Regions from separate parts of the Mus musculus genome. Here region 2 is linked to region 1. Evidence: chromatin contacts called from public promoter capture Hi-C data. All regions are on one chromosome and are shown on one strand. The core of a region is the stretch at or near the end of the contact, and the rest is flanking DNA. Distances in the headings are between cores, read along the strand shown. Region 1 holds the start of Tbca (tubulin cofactor A). Region 2 holds the start of Lncenc1 (long non-coding RNA, embryonic stem cells expressed 1).

Evidence for each region. Promoter capture Hi-C pulls out the DNA fragments that hold promoters and counts their contacts.
Region 2: a contact with region 1 is called in a promoter capture Hi-C map of liver, with 4 times the contacts expected there. The contact joins the promoter of Lncenc1 here to the promoter of Tbca in region 1. A contact is called at or near these places in 2 of 39 promoter capture datasets (liver and pre-B cells).

The regions. Positions count from the first base shown.
Region 1 is chr13:94,785,988-94,793,131 of GRCm38.p6, forward strand. Tbca (tubulin cofactor A) reads left to right here and starts at 2,933. Exons shown (of 4, transcript NM_009321.3): 1 at 2,933-3,015. The coding sequence starts at 2,963.
Region 2 is chr13:97,431,207-97,438,350 of GRCm38.p6, forward strand. Lncenc1 (long non-coding RNA, embryonic stem cells expressed 1) reads left to right here and starts at 3,764. Exons shown (of 2, transcript NR_110432.1): 1 at 3,764-3,886.

The sequences.
Region 1 (7,144 bases), core at 1,683-4,182:
TGCCAGGCATAATGGCACCTGCCTATAATCTCATCTACTCATGAGGCTGAGGCAGGAGGATACTGTGTTCAAGGGCAGGCTGGGCAATGTAGCTATACCTTGTCAAAAAGAAAAGGGAAAAAAATGAAGGAGAAAGGCCTAACACATTGTGCCTACTATGTGCCAGGCATGGCTACATGTTGAGATACAGTGGTACAGTGGTGACTAAGTTAACCATATAGTCTTTGCTAGATGAAATGATCAAACTCCAGCTCAGTCTGATCTTATTGCTGTTGATCCCACTCACTCACAGCTCTATGCTCGTATCCTCCTGTGAGCACACTTCCTAATTTAGGACCTCTTCCCCAGATGACTTACGGCACAAGCGTGTTATAAGTGCTCGAATAAACACCAGCACCGAGCTAAGCTCCGTCAAAGCCTTAGGAGGTTGGTATTATTACCACCTTCTACCTTTTACAGATAAAGACACCAGGCTAAGAGGTGGTTAAGCAACTTGTTCAGTGTTACAGTTAGTGAAAAGAGGAGTTGGGACTTGACCCAGGTTGGACTGGCTCCCGAAACATACATATCCTTAACTAAAACTATGAGCTCAAGAAACTGGGACAAGGCCATCTAATTCCCTACTGCTGCCACACTCCATGTTGGTACCTTGCAGCCACCCAAATGTGATGTAGAATACACAGATAGATAAATGCAAACTGTCCCAGAGGGCCTGGGACTGGATACGCGCAGCAGTATCTGTTGGCTGCTGAATTAATTACATACATTAGTGAGTGGTTTCCAGTTAAGGCATAGACAAGAACTAAAAGAAAGACAGATACAAAATTGGTGTGTGTGTGTGTGTGTGTGTGTAAAAGAAATTTCTGCCAATTAGCACAAAACTGAGCTCAGAATGTCTGAAAATCTGGGCAAAAAGGAAAAAAGGAAGATGTAGTGAGTCAAATGATTTTACTTGTGGTGGCTAAAAGAGCTTGGGCAGTGGCAGAAGGCCTGAGCACACTGTCTCTGGTGTGTGGTTTGCAGTTTCTATTACCTTCACAGCATTTTGCGTTGGTGACTCTGCTGCTGCTGTGTTTGTCCCCTCCTCTGCATTTCACAGCTCTGCTGTGTCACTTGGGATTGTAGTTCAGTGTGCCAGCCAGCTAGAGAAATGTATTTATTGAATTTAGCACCTGCTGTGTGGATCACGCAGATGGAGATTTAAGAGAAAGGTTTATGAAAGACAGGATTCTTGCCTCTTAACATGCTTATACTGCAGCTAAAGGGGTGGGAACAGCCCTTGTAAAGAACTCAAACCAAATTGTTTTCAAACAAATATACACAGAATGCAAGGGATCAATGTATTCCTGGAGAACTGCACAGGCAGGGGCAGCATTGGGAGTCTTTCCGTGGGAGCTAGGTTTTGAGACTGGATTTATACCTGGAGCTCTGCTCTGACAAGACTGAAGGATGTTCCAGAGCCAGCCATGAAGATGAGAACTGAACTAAGGGTCAGGAGAGGCCAAGAGCATCAAGTGAAGAACAGAACCAAGAAATGAGGACGCAATGGAGGCCATGCCTCAATTCCTTGGGGGTTGTAGGGGTGCTTCAACAGGAAGAGACTCTAGAACACAGTTCAGGGTGCCTTGTTCTATGCAAATTGTATCTTGGAAAATATGGTGGAGTCAAAAGTTGTCCCATGTCTGCTGTGTTTAGGCATTGTGCTGAATGCCACCCTCTATACACCTGTCACGTGACGTGGGCATTATTTCTTAGGGCTCTTCAAGGAGGTTGAGTGCCGGGGTCCTGTGTTCGCTAAAGGATAGAACTCCACATGTGAGATAGGTGGCTAGTCATTTGCTCTCAAATGACTGAGTCCATTAAGTGTGTAGCAAGAAAAAGGAGATGAACAAATAAATAGCAGGGAGCGGATAGATGACACCATCGAAACAGGTTCTTACAACACCCTGCACAAAGCACTGGAGAAGTCCCTCGGAGTCCCCCAGTCAGAGATTCTCTCTGTGGATGGGATTCTGCCATTTTGTTGCCAGTGTAGGCATACTTTTACACAACTTAAAAAACAAAAACCAAGCGTTTATTTCATACACTTCTGTGTATATTTGCAAGCCACAGTGAACTTGCAGAGGTCAAAGGACAACTTGCGAGAGCTGGTTCTTACACTCTACCACTTTTGAGTCCTGCAGATTGGTCTCAGGCCATCAGGCTAGGAGGAAAGGGCTGCTCCCCTCTAGGCCAAGAAGGTGCAATGCTGTACTGTTTTCTCCCTGTCTCAGGGGTAGGGGGCCAGCATGTCTCAGGACGGGGAGTCTTGCTGGACACTTGAAACAAACTTGCTAAAATTTAGGACAAGAGGAACCTCCTTACTCCCAGAGTCCTCTCTCCATAAACTCAAACATCACAAGACAATTTACATAAGTAACACTCTGGAAAGGGAAGGGACTATATGGAGAAAGGGAACCGGAAGAGGGGGCATGGATTGGAATGTAAAAAAAAAAATTAAATTAAAATTAAAAATTTCTTTTGACTGTCTGCATTATGGTATTTTATTTCATCAAACACAGATCTCTTTCTCCATTTGACAACAGACAGTGAAAACAAAAATTATCCTTGTTAATAGTTTCTAAGTCACACTGTCCATTAAGCAGCTAATCCTGTTCACTTTCTCAGGAACAGAAAGTTTCTTAACTCAGGCTATGGAGACTGAGAAAATAAAAGTGCAGCTTGTGTACAAATCCTGTCCAAGCACCAGGGAGAAGCAGCTGGTATAGGGCTTTGAGAGTCTCCAGCTCTAGGTACCAGCAGTCTAGATGCAAGGATTCCAGGTAAGAGTCGGGAGGCGAGGCGGGGTCGGGCTCTCCAGGTACGCATGCGCGCACTCTGGGCTCCACGCCCACTCCACCGCCCCTTCTGCGCCGGCGCGCCGCGCAGCCCCGCCTCTCCTTCCTGCGGCGCCTTAGGGACCATGGCCGATCCTCGCGTGAGGCAGATCAAGATCAAGACCGGAGTAGTGAGGCGGTAAGGAACGGCCGGCGGCTCCGCGGCTGACGCTCGCTCTTCCCTTCTCACCGCCGGGGAAGCCGGGCGGAGCGTAGGCCCGATGCGGGCGCGGCTTCCAGGCCTCGGCGGGCGGGATGCGAGGGGCCCGCACACGCCTAGGCTGGCGCTGGCAGGGAGCCGCCCTCGGCGCTGGCCCTGCCGCCCTCCGTGCAGGGCTCGGCGCGACCTCGGCGCTGGCCTGGCCGCCTTCCGTGCGAGGCTCGGAGGCGTCCTCCGCGCTCGTAGGCCGGGAGGAGGAGGAAGAGGAGGGCGACCTGTGCCTGGAGGGCCTCGGCCTGTGCGTGCGGGGCGCCGGCTCCCTGAACTTTGCAGTAGGGAGGCGGAGTCCGCCCTGGCCTGGCCTCAGGTGGACTGGACAGCGCTCAAGTTTAAGGGACGCTGAGATCATGGGCCTCACTCAGAATACACAATGGCGGGGCCCTGGCCTCTGACATGGCTCACTTCCAGAGTTTGGGAACTGGGGCTTGAACGTGAGCACCTCTGCAAACTTCTTCCCCGAAGCTCGCCCCGGAGCTGTGGGCTGCTGCCTCCCAGGAATAGGCCAGGCCAGTCTTGTGACTTGCCTTGACTCCCGACTGTACATATTGCAGTGCTCATTAGAACTAGTTTTGTTCAGACCCAAGCTGATCATACCGAAACATTCCAAGGGAAAAGATACACAGCCTCCTTACGAAGCAGATCGTTCTGCAGGGGAAATAGCTTTTTTTCCTGTTGCTCCATCTCTCCACCGTTTATTGATATTCCATCAGAGGGAGGTCAACCCATAGAGGAGAGAATCACTTTTAGAGATACTGCCCGAGTTTTAGTACTTCGAACGGTACTTTGGAAGCTTTTATTACAAAGGCAGCTAGGGTATGGTAGGGGGGCGGGGCGGGGGTGAAGGTGGGGGGGATAGACAGTCGGTTCTGAATTGTGCCTGACTTCAAATCTGGTTTTATGTATTCTGGAACATATTTCATCGTTGTACTGTGCCTCTTCTTACTGAATTTGGAAGATAGAGTCCAAATTCTCCCTGAATTCAGTTTTTGGAAGAAATACCTGCTACATTTTTGATACAGTGTGATTCAAATAAATAAGATACACCATATAGGTTTTGCTCAGTACATGTTTATGAGTGCAGTTTTCAGAATGTGGCTGAAGTCACACTTCAGGTTAGTAGCAGAGCAAGCAAATGAAACAAGGATCCTGGCTCCAGCTGGGATGCGGTGATAGAGCATTAGACTGTGTGATAACACAGGAGGGGAATATGAGATCTATAGCATACAGTAAGTAATCCGCGCTGTCCCTCAGCCCACACGTTTCTTCTCTTTTGCCAGACTTTCCTTGGCTGTGTCATTTCCTTTAGCATATTGTCTATTTTGCAGAAAAGAACCCGGAGGTATAAGAGACTGCTTTAAAGTAAATATCATGAGAAAACATTTCTAAATGTTTTCCCATTAATATGTTGTTGATTTTATCACCCTCTTGATCTATTCTATAAATTTATTTAGTTCAAGTAGTTATAGCCTAACCATACATATGCTAGAGAAACGTCCTTTAAGTAATTAAGAACTAGCTTGTGAGACATTGACAAATTCTCAGATGCCTACATAAACTGCACAGAAGTAGATAAAGTTTTCTGGGTAGATTAATAGGACATTATCAAAGTTTACTTTTGGTATTCATATTTCAATAAGTTAATAATTTTCATGAAACTCATAATTTACCATAATCTCAAGTTGCTTATTAAATGAATGTGTATCATACGCATCTTCCCTGGCCCTTTGTTGACATGAGGTGTAGCATTTCTTCTTGCATACTGTAAAACAGGGACATACACTTTTAAACTTAAAATTTGTATTTCACTTGTTGATTACCTGCATTTTATCTTGCTGTATAATATCTACATCCATAAACATTACTTCTTTATTTTTTCCTGAAAACTTATTTTACTGTGATTGTCTTCTGTGTTAATAGACTAAGGCGGAATTCTACATTTTATCTCATCCAAAGGGGAGCATAAATGAGGCAGACATTAATTGTTGGGGAAGAATGATCTTGGGCCCAAGAGCTTAAAGGGCGTGCTGCTTTTCCTTCTCCAGATTTAGTTCCAAAGACTTCTTAGTTTCATGATTCAAGAATGTTCTTGGTTTTATGAAAGGGATTCTTTCTGCTCATTGGGTTTGTTGTATTTTATAAAACTTGCATTTATTTATTTACTCTGTATGGGGTGGGGGGTGCCTATGCCAAAGCACAGGTATGGAAGTCAGAGGACAGTCTTCAGGAGTTCACTCTCTCTACCATGTAGGACTCTGGGTCATTTAGTTTTTCCTCACAGTTGAGAGCCACTGGGATTTATACTGCAGGCTTTTGTCCTGGAGGCCATTGGATACGTTAGGCTGTGAAGTTACTCACCTACAGCACTTGTGATTCACAAGTCCCCAGTTGTGGAGTTAGGATGGCGCCTGAACAGAGATTGAGAGTTAAGCGTATGGAAATAGGCAGTTAAATAAATGATGGTTGGTATCAGGGAGATAACGCAGTGAGTACAAGATGGCTGTCTGCTTGTTCAGGTGAAATGGTGAAGGCAGTCTAACGTGAGATGAGGTAACCCAACTTGTATTCTAAATGGAAGTAAAAGAGAGTTTCAGGGGAAGTATTTAGCTGGTGTCATAGTTACTATTTTGTTGCTGTGACTAGATGCCATGACCAAGGCCACTTCAAAAAGGAAGCTTTTCATTGGGGCTTTGTTTATAGTTTCAGAGGGTGAGTCCTTGACTATCATGGTGGGAACAAGGCAGTTGGTAGACAGGCATGGCGCTAGAGCAGCAGCTGAGAGCTTAAATCTTACTTTCAGGATAGAGGCCGAGAACACCAGAGACTGGGCCTGATGGGCTTTGGACACCTCAGAGCTAACCCTCAGTGCCACACCCCCTCCTACAAGGCCCAAACAGCTCCAGCAAGCAGTCAGATATGTGAGACTCTGGGGGTAGTTGCCATTCAAACCACCACAGGTGGAAAATAAGCATGAGCTCCGCAGTGCCCCACCCAGAGAAATGTGCAAAATGTTTAGAAACCCTAAACTTTTTGAGTGCTGACATAACACAGGTTCAGATTTTGGGGCACTTCTGATTTTGGAGTTACAGATGTTCAAACTGGTAAGGTTTATATAAGCATTCCAACATCTGAAAAACTTTGGTTTGAAACGTGTTTGGTCCCAAGTATTAAGGGGTACTTGTACAACAGTGGGCATTGTTGGTAGATTTGGTCTGTGTACTAGTTGCTATGTGTTGCTATGATAGTTACAGTTGCTATGATTAGTTACTTAGTGTTGCTATGATAATCCCCACTACCACAACCAACTTGAGTAGGACAGGGTCTAGTTCATCTTCCGGGTAACAAGCCAAGGCAGGGACTCAGATAAGAACCTGAGGCAGGAACTGAAGCACAGGCTATGGTAGAGTGCTCTCCCATGGCTTGCTCTGTCTGCTGTCATACATAGCCCAGAACCACCTGTCCAGAGGTGTCACTGCCCTGGGCTTGGTGTTCTCGTGGTTAATCATGAAAGGGCCTACGGGTCAGTCTGATGGAGGCAGTTTCTTATTTAAGTTTCCCTCTTCCTGGGTGACTCTAGTTTGTCAAGTTGATAAAAAAACTAGTTAGCATGGTCTGGCTGGCTCTTTTTAAAACGTTTATTTTTTTTTTATTTTTATTGTTTTGCGGATTAACTTTATAGGTATCTGTTATGTGTCACAGCTAATCTGGCCAACCTCACAGGGAATGACCAAATAATAGTCCCAATTTTTGTCTCAGTGCAGATCTGAAATTACTGTCATCTATCTGGTGTCTGACCATTGATTGATACATAGGTGGCAACTATTGTCCTAATTCTTTTGGACAGGAGTTTCCTAGGATATGGGATATTTTCTGTTAAAACTGACAAAATCTCAGGTAAACTAAGTTGGTTGGTCATCATCTCTGTACCTAGCTTCCATATCTCTACTTTGTATATGTTGTAATTTATTCGGAGACTGTTATAATTATATACTATCAATCTTTATACATTGGGCCTTACTTAATTTAAATTTGTGATATAAATACAAATTCT
Region 2 (7,144 bases), core at 2,514-5,013, 2.6 Mb after region 1:
CAAAGTTAACCTGTAAGCCCCACTTGCCCAAGGACAGATACTTCCTGGAATGCTGGGGTTATTGGTTATGGGATATAACAAAGCACACATTTTTCACTCCTCTAAATAAACGTGTTTGACTCAGTTGCACTGGGTGTACTTGATCACATGTCGCAGGAGGGGCAGGAAATGCATCAGGATATGTACTTGGCCCTGATTGGATGTAGGAGGGAGGTAAGTAGGCAGGAAATACGTTGAATATATGCTTGCCCCTGATTGAATTAAAATATACATTTACCCCTGCTTGGACCTGATGGGGAATATGGTGGCCTTAAGGTTTTGCCTTTTTAAGCCTCTGCAAAATGTAATTAGTCTCATTTCCTGGGAACCCCAGAATGGACTTGGCCAGATTTCATCATCCTAGCCAGTATTTAATTAAAGCTTGCTATAAAATTTGGTTCAAAAATTGTGGAACTGGTCTTTTTCTTTTAACCCCCAGGTTTAACACTTTCCATGCTGCCAAGAATGTTTCAAACATTTAATTTAGTAAACATTTACTAAGCGCTCACGTGAACTAGGCATGTACTAGGTACAGGTAAGAATGAATTCCCACACTCTTTGCCTATTCTGTTGCTCATACATTTATATTTTTTATTTAAAAATGTAAAATAATTTACAGAGGTGGTGGTGATGCATGACTTTAATCCCAGTACCTGGGAAGCAGAAGCAGGAAGATTTTTGAGTTTGATGCCAACTTGGTCTATAGAGCAAGTTCCAGGGCAGCCAGAGCTACACAGAGACTGTGTCTCAAAAAAAAATAAAATAACAAACAAACAAGCAAACTAATTTGAAGCAATAGTAAACTCACATCAAGGGTGAAGTACAGTGTAAATGGTTCCTCCTCGTCCCTTTTATAAATTAATTTTATTATTTATGTGTGTTATGTGAGTCTATATACATGCTTTGTACAAAGTTACTCTTACAGGCCAGAAAAGGAATTCCTCATGTGACAGGGCAAGGCACTGCAGAGGATCCTGCATCTTGTATTCTTGCAGAATTTAATCTCTTTGATGGAGACTCCCATGGGAAATTGACAGAACTCTATTCTAGGAACCTGAGGTCAAGATGCCCTGGCTAACTTAGTTTCTGTTAAACTGCTTCCTTCAGCAGAATCCCCTCCAGGTATCTAAGCTTGGGATAAACTGCTTGCTTTTGTGGAACACCCCTGTAGCTGCCCAGCCAGAAGCCAGGATGCAGTTTTTTGCTTTTAAAAGCCCCTTGGTCTAAGTGCTCAGGGCTACACTTAGTTCCGGAGTACTGGAATATAGTACTAGTTGGCTGGAATTCTGGAGTACTGGAGTATAGTACCGGAGTTGTGGAGTATAGTACCGGCCGGGTGGAACAGACTTTCCGTTGTCTATAAATGGTGTCTGGGATCTTTGGTGGGCTACTCTTGGAGTTGGTGTTCCAGGCAGTGGTGAACCACTCGGCATGGCAACTGGGAACCTCAGGAGGAGCAGCGAGCTCTCTTACCTGCTGAGCCATCTCTTTAGGCACCTCCCCTTGCTTTGTGACCGACAATGGCCTTACCATCCACCTGCTCTTGAGGTTGTGCCTCTGTGCTTTTGTAATCAGATCTGGGTTGAGCCTTCTGGAGAGAGACCGTCTAGAAGTGACTGGGGTTCTCTTTAGTGTCTTAGCAGGTGGCACAGATCACAAAGCTGATGACATTCCTGGTGACCACTCCTTTAGCTTCCTGTCTGCTAGGCTTCCTTAGCTAAAAGCCATTCTTTTCTCTCCTGAATCTGTTAAGCATTTAGCAGGGAAGGCTCTTGCTCTCCCACTCCCATCCCCCTACCCCGATCTTGCCCTGCATCAAGCTTCCAATCGGTTTCTGGCTTCAGAATGAATTCATAGTTGCCCATTTCATCCAACGAATTTTCATCTACTAATAGTATGATTTTTTGATGCTCATATTGTCCTTCAGTGGCCAGTGGGAGTTCAGTCAGGCTGATGTTTGTTCCTTTAACATCTCTATCTTTCTTCTTGAGCGCATCCTTTTTGGCATAGCAAGATAGTATCTTCATCTGACTTTTTCTAAGTTTCTGTTTTGGATTCAGTTGTTTGTTCAGGAGGCTCTGGTTTCCTGGAATAGAGGATGGTACTGAAAAGTCAGTGTCTGGGGGCCAGGGATGCGGCTCCACTGGGAGAGTCCTTGCCAGCACAGATGAAGACCTCCACTTAGATCCATCACAAATGTATGGTATACTAGGATGTGCCTGCAATCCCAGCACCCAAGAAGCAGGAGAAAGAGGGTCAGAACTTCAAAGATGTCCCAAGATCCAACACAGTGGGTATGAGGCCAGCCTGGGATACATGAAACTTTGAAAATATCACCCTTTAGCATCCCTTTTTCCTAAATACTTCATTACAGAGCAATAAGTTATTTCCCCAGCACTTAGGAGGCATAGGCAGGTGGATTTCTGAGTTTGAGGCCAGCCTGCTCTACAGAGTGAGTTCCAGGACAACCAGGGCTACACAGAGAAACCCTGTCTCGAAAAACAAACAAACAAACAAACAAACAAACAAGCAAAAGTTATTTCATGAAACGAGCCAAATTAAGCCAGATTAGAGTATATCTAAAGGCAGGTTATTGGAAAACCTTTCCTGGGTTAGTGAGTTCACCGATCCCAAGGATAGAGGCCAGGAAAGTCACCGTGGGGAGGGAGACAGAAGGGAGGGAGATATGCCAGCGGAATGTGTAGAGGATATGTAGAGGGTAGGTAGAGACCCAGGTTGAGACTGAAGGATGCTGGGAGAACCTGAAGGCCAGATCCACTTTGGTATGTTAAATATGCACCTCAACGCTTTGTCCACGGTCTGAAAACCAACACAGAGTAATGCTTAGTTTTGTATTTATCTTTATCCATTGAACACTATTCATATTAACATCCATTTCCAATCTAGTCTTTCTGATATCCTTAAAATTCTTCCTTACCTGACTGCCCTCTCTGGATGATGTAACTCTTTACCCATCTGCCATCTCTGCTGCGGGTTTCCTTTTTCAGCTCTCTCCTCTAGCCGCTGGGGCATTGACTTCCCAGGCTGGGTCCTAATTGCACTGCAGGACACCATCTTTCGGCCTAAATGAACATTTACATCCCATCTTCCAAACGTCTTTGCCCTGTTTTGGCTCTGACTGAATACCCCAGGCTGCCCCGCATGCCCCTGTGGACACTCGGGTTACCCGGCTTAGGCTCTTTAATATCAGTCTACAGGGTTACAGATAGATACCTGCTCCTCCCTGAAACTCCTAGAAGTCAGTGTGACTCAGCACATTTTTAAGGGTCTTCCTGGGACTGTACAAAAACTCTGTGTGTGGGGGGGGGGGCTAAGCTAGGAGAAAAATGACAAATAATAATCAAATCTGACCAACAAAATAGACAAACATGGTCCCGGGGGATGGAGAGGAAGGTTGTGGCATCAGCCCCTAGGCTCACTTACCTGTGAAGTGTCTGCAGGAGTGAGGAGGGAGCCATGGTAAGAGGGGGGCAGTTTTCTACATATATCCTGTGATTTCTGCTCTAGATATCTCGATTAAGAAATAAATGAATAAATTGGGGACTCGGCCAATGGCTCAGTGAGAGGGAACTGATGAGAGAGGCTTCTGGCAGACCAGGTGACTTCAGGAGGAAAAAAAAAATTAATTCAATTTCATCGAGTGCATTTCCTCTGGACCCAGGAATCACAGGAAATGCAATGTCTTTGAAAGGATGGAGTAGATTTCATTTTCTAGCGATCACTTTCCTTCTGCTGGTGACACACTGTTACTTCAAAGGCCTGGACCGGGGCGTGTTTCCTGTAAGGGTGAGCAGATTTGAATGACCGCTCAGGATGGACCTGCTCTGTAAGCACCCACCCCATGGGGCAGGCAATCTTGGGAATTACTGCTTTCCCGGCCCCTGCCTGCTGGGCTCGGGGCCTGGTGAGGTGATGGGGGTGGGGTAGGGGATTTCACAGTTCCCTAGCTCAATTAGGAGACAAAGCAGGATTGTTCTTAGCTTTGTTTTACGGAATTTCAATTGGGGGGGGGGTGTAAAAAAGATTCCCCGAGGACGCAAAACCCTAAATTGTTCTTGCTTTATCTTCTTGTTAAAATGTGTTGTGCATTCCTGGGCTGGAAGGCAGAGGAAATAAAGCTTCGCCGCTACCCCACGCGCCCTTCCCTATCTAGCCCTGTCAGGTCCCAAGTATTTGAGGGAGTTCTAATTACAGAGGAAACAGACTCCCTATCTGGTCTGGACTCTTGTCAGTGGAGAGTGCTCTTAAACGTTCCACATGGATTCAGGGAAATACGATTTGGAGAAGTGCTGATTTTTATTGGGCATGACTAACTCAAGCTGCATCTTTGTATTTTTTTTTCACTCCCTTTTAAGAATAATCGCTTCAAAATGATTAATGATGCCTGAAGCCACCGTCCTCACTTCCTGCGGTGAAACGCGGAACTTTTTGTGCATGTCTGGGTTTGTACAAGGGTGGGCTCCCAACTCACTGAGACAGTTTCCCATCCTGTCCAGACAGTTGGGTTATTGTTCAGGAAAGCTGAGTCTCTGGGGGGTGGGGTGGGGGCTGCAGAGAGGGGACCCTGTTCTGTCCCCCTCAGGGAGAAAAGAAAGGCTTCGCTCCAGTTACAGGAGAGTGAAATTGGTTAACCTCTCAAGGTGCCAGGACAAGCTTGTTGCTGGATTAGTTGGGTCCTAATTCTCTCTTCTCTCTCACTCCTTCTTCCCCGCCCCCTTCCCTCTCTCCCGTGTGCGCGCGCACGCGCGTGTGAATTAAGAACAAAACCTTGGTGTCTTTGAAAACCAGTAGAAACAAAAGGTCACCACCCTGCTGGGATGCAGCCATCTCTAGGTCCAGGCAGAGCTCCCCTGCCCCCCGGAACTCCCCAGGGGAGCATCCTGCCTTCTTCCTAGGATCGTCCTGGGAAAGCTGTTGCCTGGTCGTAGCCCGGAGACCGCAAGGATTCTAGCTCTAGCCGAGTCCCGCCCTCCCATCTCTGCCGGCCTAGGAGATATCTGCGGCAGCTGCAGGGGCCATTTTTTATAAATCGTATTTAGTAAAGACTGTGAGTGATTTTTGTAGATGACAGGAAAGTACTAGAATACTGGTGACTGGTTCCCCTGGTGGATTCTGAGAGGCTAGTTTGTCATGTAAATGTTTGCAACCTTCTGTCCAACTCCTCCATTCTGTCTTTGCATTTCAGTTCTGAGGAAGGCCGACTGGTGAAGTATGTACTAAAAGATTTCCTTTGTGAAGCTCAGTGCAAGCAATAACAATCTCTTCTGCCCATAAGGTATGGAGCGCCTGAGCTTTGGAGGACTGGCCACGTTAGGACTAGCTAGCTTAAAAGAGACAAGAAGGCTAACAAAATTCTCTCCACTAAAGGCGCATGCCAGGCAGTGAGCAGGGCACAAGCTTCTCTCCTGAGCAGATTCATCACAGGAGATGTCGGTGTCCAAGGGATTCATCACGTTAGAGCTTGTGAGCCCCGACTGAGAACAACATCTGCAAAAAAAAAATATGGAAACATGAAGTATTCCTTTAGGGTTACCTTCTATTGAAAAGTCAGGGAGCACACACCTGCAGTCCCAGCACTTGGGAGGCAGTGGGGGGAGGGGCTGCTGGGAGGGGAGCTGATCTCTAGTTTAAGGCATGTCTGGGATAGATAGTGAATATCAAACAAATAAGGAGTCAAGTGTGAGACCAAAATGAACTCCCCCCTCCCCCAGATTCAATAGCCTATCTGTTTTTTCCTGAGCAGTGCTATTCTGGTTGTATAAATCAAATTCTCGGTTTGCAGAACGATTCTGGCATCAAGTGCATTAGAAATAGTGATTTTAGGCAGGGTTCCCAGGGGGTTAGAGCTGGGAGCACTGGTCTTTATGTTAATAGGGAGAGCACCTGCTTGAGCAATCTGGGAACACTGGTTTTCTTCCCACGGTGCCTTCTCCATGTGAATTAATCTGTTAGCTGGTATGTGTGTCAGTTTATTTAGGAACATGTGTGCTGACAATTGGCTCCTGACTGTAAAATAAGGTCTTGGGGGAGATCATGATTAATTGCCTGCCTTACTGTGTGTGTATGTATATGTGCCTTTGATGACAGGCATTATCAGTGCGCATGTGTCTATAAAACTAAAGACAAACTAATGGCAAGCAATTATTAAGACATCGGAAGTGTGAATGAACAGGAAAACTTGGAGTTATCTGGACTTCCATTCTCTTCATGGACCTCGGAGCCAGGGAGATCTTACTTCTGAAATGCAGCATTTTCAGATATAGAACAGGCAGAAAAGTGTTCTTGGAGCTCTTGGAATTATAGGGACACACATTTTATTTAAAAGAAACAGGGCTGCTTAGTACAGTGGCATGTGCTTGCCTGCCAGCCTTCTGTTGGCTAAGGCAAGTTCAAGGCTGGCTTGAGTGCTCTAAGGAGAGCTTACCTCAAAACACAAAACAAAGACGCCAACCAAACCAAACCAAACCAACCAACCAACCCACCAACTAATAAACAACTGCAACAGCAACAACAACAAAACAAACAAAAACCCACAGCAAACAAACAACAAAACAAATACAAACAAAATAAACAAACAGTGCTAGATCTCAAACAGAAGATCTTTACAACAATTATTTGTTTTTCTGCTCTGTTCCAGCCTTCTAAAGCTGTGAATGGTGGTCAGCTCTGTATTCAATGTCTTAACAAGGCAGAGTCCTATTGGTCTCTTATTAAAGCCCAGAACAACAGACAACTGGATAATACAGTTCCCCACAAAACAAAATGTGAGCAATTTACAGTCATTTTTATCAGTGAGATATTGAAACAAACAGCACAAAAGGTAGCATTGCTTCCTTATAAAATGAACACAGTTTTATGAAGACCAAAACCTATTCCCAGAGAAATGGAGCTTTAAGCTGAAGAACTGGACAACAGTGGGGGTTTTGTTTGTTTTGGTTTTGGTTTTGGTTTTCTAAGACAGGGTTTCTCTGTGTGGCCCTCTGTGGAGATGGATGAAGATAGAAATTTTACTTCACAAGGATGAGGAATTTTTTTATTGGTTGGTTAGTAATTTGGGTGTTTTCTTTGGACACAGGCTTTCGCT